Linked DNA regions of Rattus norvegicus: region 2 is linked to region 1. The links are chromatin contacts, called in public Hi-C maps. All regions are on one chromosome and are shown on one strand. The core of a region is the stretch at or near the end of the contact, and the rest is flanking DNA. Distances in the headings are between cores, read along the strand shown. Region 1 overlaps Cadm2 (cell adhesion molecule 2). Region 2 overlaps Cadm2 (cell adhesion molecule 2).

Region 1 (3,653 bases), core at 387-2,886:
AAGTCAGTTACCATTTTTCTTCACTGCTTTTATTTTTAACACACAAACCCCTCCCTACTAATATATAATGTTAGCATATAATGTTATTTCTAAAAATACATAAACACAGTGACCACAAGAGCAAAATACATGTGAATGCCTTTGATACACTTCATTTACAACTTCCAGTCGGTGAATGTTCTTGGTTAGTGTCATTGTTTAGGAGGAATTATCAGAAAATATTGATGCAACATAACAAAATAACAAAAGTTTTAAGTATACTTACATAATTAATTTTGTTAATTGTAAACTGGTAACATATAATGAAGGTAACCATAGAGATTAAAAAATTAAAACTGAAAATTTTCCAGTCTTTTTTAAAATTATGAGCTAACTCAAATGAATATTCCTACTGTTTTAGAAACAAACTGACTGAAAGAAAGATCATATTTTATTTCAGTTAAATATCAGTTCTCTCCCCTGTCCTCTATGTGTGTGTGTGTGAGTGTGTGTGTGTGTGTGTGTGTGTGTGTGTGTGTGTGTGTGTGTGTGTATCCTTTCAATTATTTGTGGTCACCAAACTACAGAAATGAAGCTAAGAGTGTATTATTTACATTTTACACTTTTGGAGAAAGTCTACTTTATCAAGCAACATTATAAACATACAGGAAATATTTTTGAGGTAAACTAGAATGGACTTGAATGATTATCACATAACAATGCTACATCGTGTCACCAGACAAAAAAATCCATTTAAACAACCATGACACAGATACCAGGGACAGCTCTAAACTCAGCAAGCTGGGGTGTGAAGGGAATGAGAAATTCAAACTTTTTGGCAATCTACATTTCACTGCCTGAAAGGAGATGCTTTTCAATATATGAGGATTAACACACCGTAGACAGAAAAGCGGTGGGCGTGCAGGCACAAGAACACACACTGCACTCATTTTGGTTTGGTTTGGTTTGGTTTGGTTTGGTTTTTGATTTTTGGTTTTTTTTCTTTCTTTCTTTTTTTTCTTTTTTTTTTTTTTGGAGGATTAAAAATTCAAACCCAAACCTTGTTTTCATCACTGAGAATCTGGAAGCCCTAAAAGTAAATAGTTGGGCTCTAATTAAGACAAAACATGCTCCAGTTAGAGGTAAAAATGGTTTCCATCTTTAGACTTGAAATATTCTCTAATAACAGAAACGGAAATCTTTCTGCCCAGGTCTAATCTGCTAATATAAATTTAATTAAATTTATTGAAAGTCATTTATGTGAGTCAAAAGTTCAGCTGATCACTGAACTTCGGGTCTCCACTGCTAAACTTGGACACAATCTGGGAGAAGCAGGCGCTGAGGAAAGAATTTAAATGACTTGGATGTGAGGAATGAGGCATTGTATCAAGTTTGTAAATGCTCAAATTACTTCATTGTGAGGCTGTTGTGAAATACCCAAGAGAGGAAAATAGGGACAATTTTCCAGAGAAGCAAGAGAGGTCTGTAATTTGCGAGGGAGAGAAATTTGCTCTACAAAAATTATAAAGGAAGAAGAAAGAAAACTGTGCTTGGAGAACATGAGTTAATGTTCAGATTCTAAGACTGTGTCATCAGGTTCCTTCAGACTGTGGACAACCTCCACCACTTCTGCTGCCACATCACCCGGAAGGCTGGTCTAAGTGTCGCTGAATAAGTCTGTCACTAATAATTATTCAGTGTAATTACACAGAAAATATTCAGTTTTATGTCTGGCACTTCAGGTAGTCAAGAGCTCTATATAATAAATCACCTTTTAAAGCCATCAACAACTGATTCCATCTCATGACAAGTTTCCCTAGTTGACTTACACATCTCCCATGCTTACTAAACACATCTCCTAATGACGGCTTTGGGATTGAGATGCTATGGAAGCACACGTTTAATGCAGTTGAGAGCAGCAATTAAAATACTTCTAATCATGAAATCGTCAGTGGAGAGAATAATTACCTGTCAATTTTATCTCTTAATAGACACATAGCTCAATGTAATATAGGACTAGCTGCCTTTTCTAAGATAATTTAAAGTCCAGTCAGCAGGACTTCATTTTGTTTAATAATGTATAATGTGTTTTCTTGGACACATTGGATTCCATACATGTCTTAGCTAGACTCTCGTGTTGATATTTTTTCTCTGATTTTTAAAAATTCTTACGGTTGTTTATATGAACTTACTATCTACTTAGGAGGACCATCAGTTCTATTGTCATTCTTCAATTGATGATGACATCATACTATGTTCTGATACAAATACAAGAAAATTTCAGGCAAAGTATCCAGTATAAAAAAAATACATTTTAGAGTCTCCATTCTTTTTAAATCATCCCAGGTCTGTATTTAACACTATTCAGTAGTGTTTATTCACAGCTTTGAAATTTGTACAGTTAATATCCTGAAAGACATTTTAATTGAACATTTATTAATCTATTCACTCCTTAGACGGATTTGTCACAGCTGTTTGGAGTATTGTGCCACTTCTTATTGGGGAAGGAATGTGCCAGGTAAAAATATGAATTCAGCATTTGGATAAGCAGGCAGATTAAATCAAATAAGAAAGTACATAGATTCTTAGATGAATCTGTTAGGATAAAATACTAAGAAGAAAGCAAGACTACTAAAGTAGCCAGAAATGTTTATTCCTTTACCTGCCCCTCAGTAGAACTCTTCTCTTTTTGAAAAACACTGTTAGTGATATTCTGTTAAGCTTGCATGGTATAGCATGGCTGCCTTCAGAGAGGCTCTACCCAGAAGGTGATGCAAACAGACACAGATACCCATAGCCTAAGAGTAGATAGAGCTTAGGGACTCTTATGGAAGAATAGTGAAAGGATAGTGGGCACTGAAGAGGATAGGAATTCCACAGGAAGACCAGCAGAATCAACCAACCTAGACCCAGTCTCAGACACTGAACCACCAACCAAAGAACTTACACAGGCAAGACCTAGGTCTCCCTGAACATATGTAGAAGTGCAGCTTGGTCCTCATGTGGGTCCTGAATCCCTAGATAGGGGCTATCCTGAAATCTGTTGCTTGTCCATGGAATATGCTTTTCTACCTGGCCTGCCTTGTTGGCCTCAGTGGGAGTGGATGTGTGTAGCCTCACAGAGACTTGATGTGCCACGGTGGGGTGATACCCAGGGGTCCCCCACACACTCAAAGGACAAAGGGATGGGAGAAGTATTGTGGAAAGGGGAGACCAGGATGAGGGCAGTGAACAGGATGTAAAGTGAATAAGGAAATTTATTATTATTAATTATTATTAATTATAAAGAAATTAGAAATTTGTTGTTTTACTGAACAATCATCACTTGATAAACAGATTATTACTGAGAATCATGGTGTGCTTTGTACATGGAAAAATGAATACAGGATAATTTCTGCAGTCAAAGTGGCATAAACACTTATGTGCTTATTATACATAATAACATAGACTTGGCCGAACTGTTGGGAACTGCCAAGGAGAATCTGAGAAAGCTTCCAAGGGAGCAGGAGATCTCTCTGTTGGCTTCTTTATACAGCGAGATGTGTGAGGAACAGAAAGATGGAGTCATACAGTTGCAAAAATGTTCATCTTTGACAGTGGTGAATATCACTTAATTATTCACAAAATATGTGAAAAATGTGAAGTACCCAGAGAGATGCAAATACGTTGTTTAT
Region 2 (3,653 bases), core at 702-3,201, 130 kb after region 1:
AATGCCTACTCACTAGCTTGGCAGTAACAAAAGCAGGTCAGTGTATTCATAATCTCTTGGATCAAGGTCAGTTTTTAATTCCTCCTTGTTGATACATTTATCTGGAAATGACAGCTATTAGGAGACTGATAAGGAGAGGTGCACGCGTTTAAACAGACTCAGCATCAGAAACACTTGGGGAACTGGGAGTAGAAATCTGTAGGAAGTACAAATATAAATTAGATAGATAGATAGATAGATAGATAGATAGATAGATAGATAGATAGACAGACAGACAGACAGATAGTGCTGTGACTGCCAGGCCTGAAAGCAATGTAAATCTACAGTTTTGAGAATACATCAGCTCTCAGAATTCTTTACTGTTCTTAACATTTCTTCCTAATAGAATGTTTATTTTATTGAGAAGACGGTATCGGCAGGTTGGCAGTTTTAAATACATAAATTTCTGAATCTTATTGAAGAGTTGTTTCATAGATAAGTATATTGGAAGGCAGCTCACCAGCCAATGGAATGAAATTATTCTTTAAAAGAGACAGACCAACTAAGGTAAACGTACAGTAAAAGGAAAACTATAGTGTCTGTCTTGCACTCTGGAGGTTTACGGGTCCTAGAGGAGACCTAAGTACATAACCTTCTAAATTCTCTTTTAAAAACATGTGAAAGGGTTATATAGGTCATATGCTGAACAAAATAAAAGGTTTGGATCTTTCAAGAACTAGAAAGACAGAAATGCTCATAATAATCAATAAAGGGCAAACGGCATTCTTTTGTCTATTAAAGCAAACTCGTCAGACAAGCCCTATAGGAAAAGGGCTGTGCCAATTGTTTTTAATCTGTAAATGGCTCCAATTATGCAAGTATAAAAACAGGGAAACAGTTTTTCACTTAAATAGTTAATAGGTCAGTTTAGAAAAGGTTTTTTGTTGTCTAAGTATAAATTTTAAAAAACCATATTTATAGATTAATCCAATATCTCTCATGACATATATAAAGCACAGGGATGCATGTACATAAAATAATACAATTTATATTAAAGCACTCTGAATATCAGGTGAAACAAGCAATCTGTTTCTATGAATGATAGCATGCATTAAAGCAAGCTAATTCTAACGTTCCATCCACAGTCAAGTTCTCTTTAACGAGATTTAGAAAAAAAGAATATTTTAAAACCCTCTCTTCTCTCATTAAATGCACAGGGTGTTTCACTTGCATGCAAATAAAAACCAGAAAATATCATGTCTCAATTTTGGCATTGCACTGACATTTGACAGTCCATAAAGATTGCAGGCAATTAATGCTATCTAAAAATCTATAGCCTCACACGACAACCAGCAAAACATCAGGACCCCACCACAGCAAAACGTGTTAATGGGCTAGTTAGGGAGCAGATTATTGACATAGGAACCATTTTTGAGTCCCCTTGTCAGGAGGGAGAGTAAAATGAACAGTCCCTTATTCCGATTAAACAATGCACATTTCTATTATTATTTTCTTTCATTCCTAGAGCAAAGAACTACTTGGGAACAATAGATACTATAGTATGTATCACAGTGGTAAATTTAATTCTGCCTTGGCAGAGGCACTACCAAAAGCAGAATGTAACTGCTTGCTATATTGGTTCCATAGATATATAATTGCCTCCAGAAACATCCTCCTCTGAATACCACCTACACATTAATAAGTGACAGTGAACTTACAGCTAGACCCCTGTTCTATCCCATATGATCCCCGAGAAGGCTTTGAAATGAGGCCACGTGCATAATTAAGGCACACTGAATATCAGAGTACATGTAACAAACTAGAGTATTATGAATCCTCAGGGAAACCTCATAGAACTAATGTATTTTCTAAAGAAGCCTGCACATGAGTAAAGGGAGACTCAGATGCTAATTAGATCCTCTCAGAGAAGGCTATAGAAACGTTGCTCCTTGAATTCTGAAGTTGAACACAGAACGGAACATTTGTGTACAGGAGACTGGATGAAAAGGGGGGTAGGTTGATATAAAAGCCCTTCACTGGATGATTTACGCAATTTGTGAGAAAATAATCTAAGCAAAGCCAAAAACATAACAATGAGAGAATTCTCATCTTTCCAAAAGGGTTAAGTATGAGAACTGATTTCCTATTAGAAAGGGATTATGTAACAACAGAGGGAAATACTCGCCTAGCATATGCTAATTTACTCAGCTTTGCCAGGCATTGCTGTGTAGTTTTGGCTGGCTGACTCACATTCCTTTCCTCCTCTTTTTTCTCCCCCCACTTATATTATGAGACCAAAGTGGTGGAACTCTTTTTAAAAATGCAATGTTAACTGCAAAACATTGAGATCGGCCCTTTGGTAGTTGAGAAACTCAATTGCTGGTATGTCTTCAGAAACCATCATTTTACAAAATATCTCTTCTCTAACGATTCACCGTCCTTCATTCATTTCTTTTAATGTACATTATTCCAGGTTGGTAGGGTGGTAATGAAAAGGGGTTATTATATTCCTGGAGAGCACAAAGCAACCTGGGTTACCATTCAAACTTCAACAAATAAAATAGAAAGCTATAGCAAAGGAGTGGCACTTAAAGCTTGTGCACATTTTAATTTGGTTTTAAAGATGCACATATAAATACATGTATATAGATATTCACATATCTATAATACATATTACTTATTTAATGTATATATTCTGATTTATAATTTATGATTATTCATTTCAGCATCAGCTTATATATGTAGTTTGGAAAACAGGATATGTTAGGTATAAAACTGAACATCAAGGAGAGGCATCGTGAACATTTCTTACAGGAAGAGGAATAAGTGACCAGCTGAAATAAAAGATAAATTTAGGAAGAAAGTACAAGTATATATGACACACTGAATGTTCCAGGCTTTGATGTTTAAATAAGTACTATTAAGGCACCTGCATTTTAAAGCTCAGACAAGTTTATCCCAGATGCCAAAAATATTGCATTTGCAAGAAGAAATTAATTGTTTTTTTTATAAATTACATAGATTCAATAAAGCACCATGTGCTTCATAGCATATCTTTGTCAGGAATGGTGTTTCTCCATTCTCTTCCCAAGGATAAGCAATGCAACTGATGTGTGTGTGTGTGTGTGTGTGTGTGTGTGTGTGTGTGTGTATAAAATCATCATTAGGGACTCAATTTAGCCTCTAAAGGGCCTTTTATTTCCCTATAACCCCAAATCATTGGCACTGCTTGATCACACTTTTTTTTTGTATTCCTAAAAGGAAAAGAATGTTTATTTTTATTTTGTAAATTTCCCAACTATAACTAGACACAGTCTTCCTCTGAAGTATTGAAATGGGTGGGAAATAAATATTAAATATTTAAATATTTAAGTGGAATTTATTTGCTCACTCACAAAGAGTTATCCCAATGGTGAATAAGGACTGTCTTAATATTTACTTCATTCCTCTAAAGTATACTGTGAATAATGAATTATCAACTCTATCTAGGAAAGATCTGATAACTTCTTTCATCTAGTCAGGCAGTAACAGGTTTTAGTGGTTTACTCTCAAAAGTATGAAAGATTCAGAATAAATCTTCAACCGCATTGAAATTTTCCAATTGCTGTTTTCAGCAGAAGAATTCCATCTTATCACTGGTGAAGAAAACATATTCATTAAAAGAGAAGAAGAGA

What was found. Hi-C and Micro-C count contacts between places; a contact is called where the count stands out from the background.
Region 2: a Hi-C map of frontal cortex shows a contact between it and region 1, with 1.7 times the contacts expected there. The contact joins two enhancer-like sites.

Annotation. Positions count from the first base shown.
Region 1 is chr11:18,828,750-18,832,402 of GRCr8, forward strand. The region is part of intron 1 of Cadm2 (cell adhesion molecule 2); the gene reads right to left. It also overlaps the pseudogene Eif4e-ps7. Among named protein-coding and RNA genes, the nearest start is that of Cadm2, 140 kb to the right of the region's middle. Within about 2 kb of position 1,637, at least 11 of the 93 cell types and tissues checked have an H3K27ac peak or open chromatin away from gene starts, as enhancers often do.
Region 2 is chr11:18,960,565-18,964,217 of GRCr8, forward strand. All of the region lies in intron 1 of Cadm2 (cell adhesion molecule 2), which reads right to left. Among named protein-coding and RNA genes, the nearest start is that of Cadm2, 9.5 kb to the right of the region's middle. Within about 2 kb of position 1,952, at least 30 of the 93 cell types and tissues checked have an H3K27ac peak or open chromatin away from gene starts, as enhancers often do.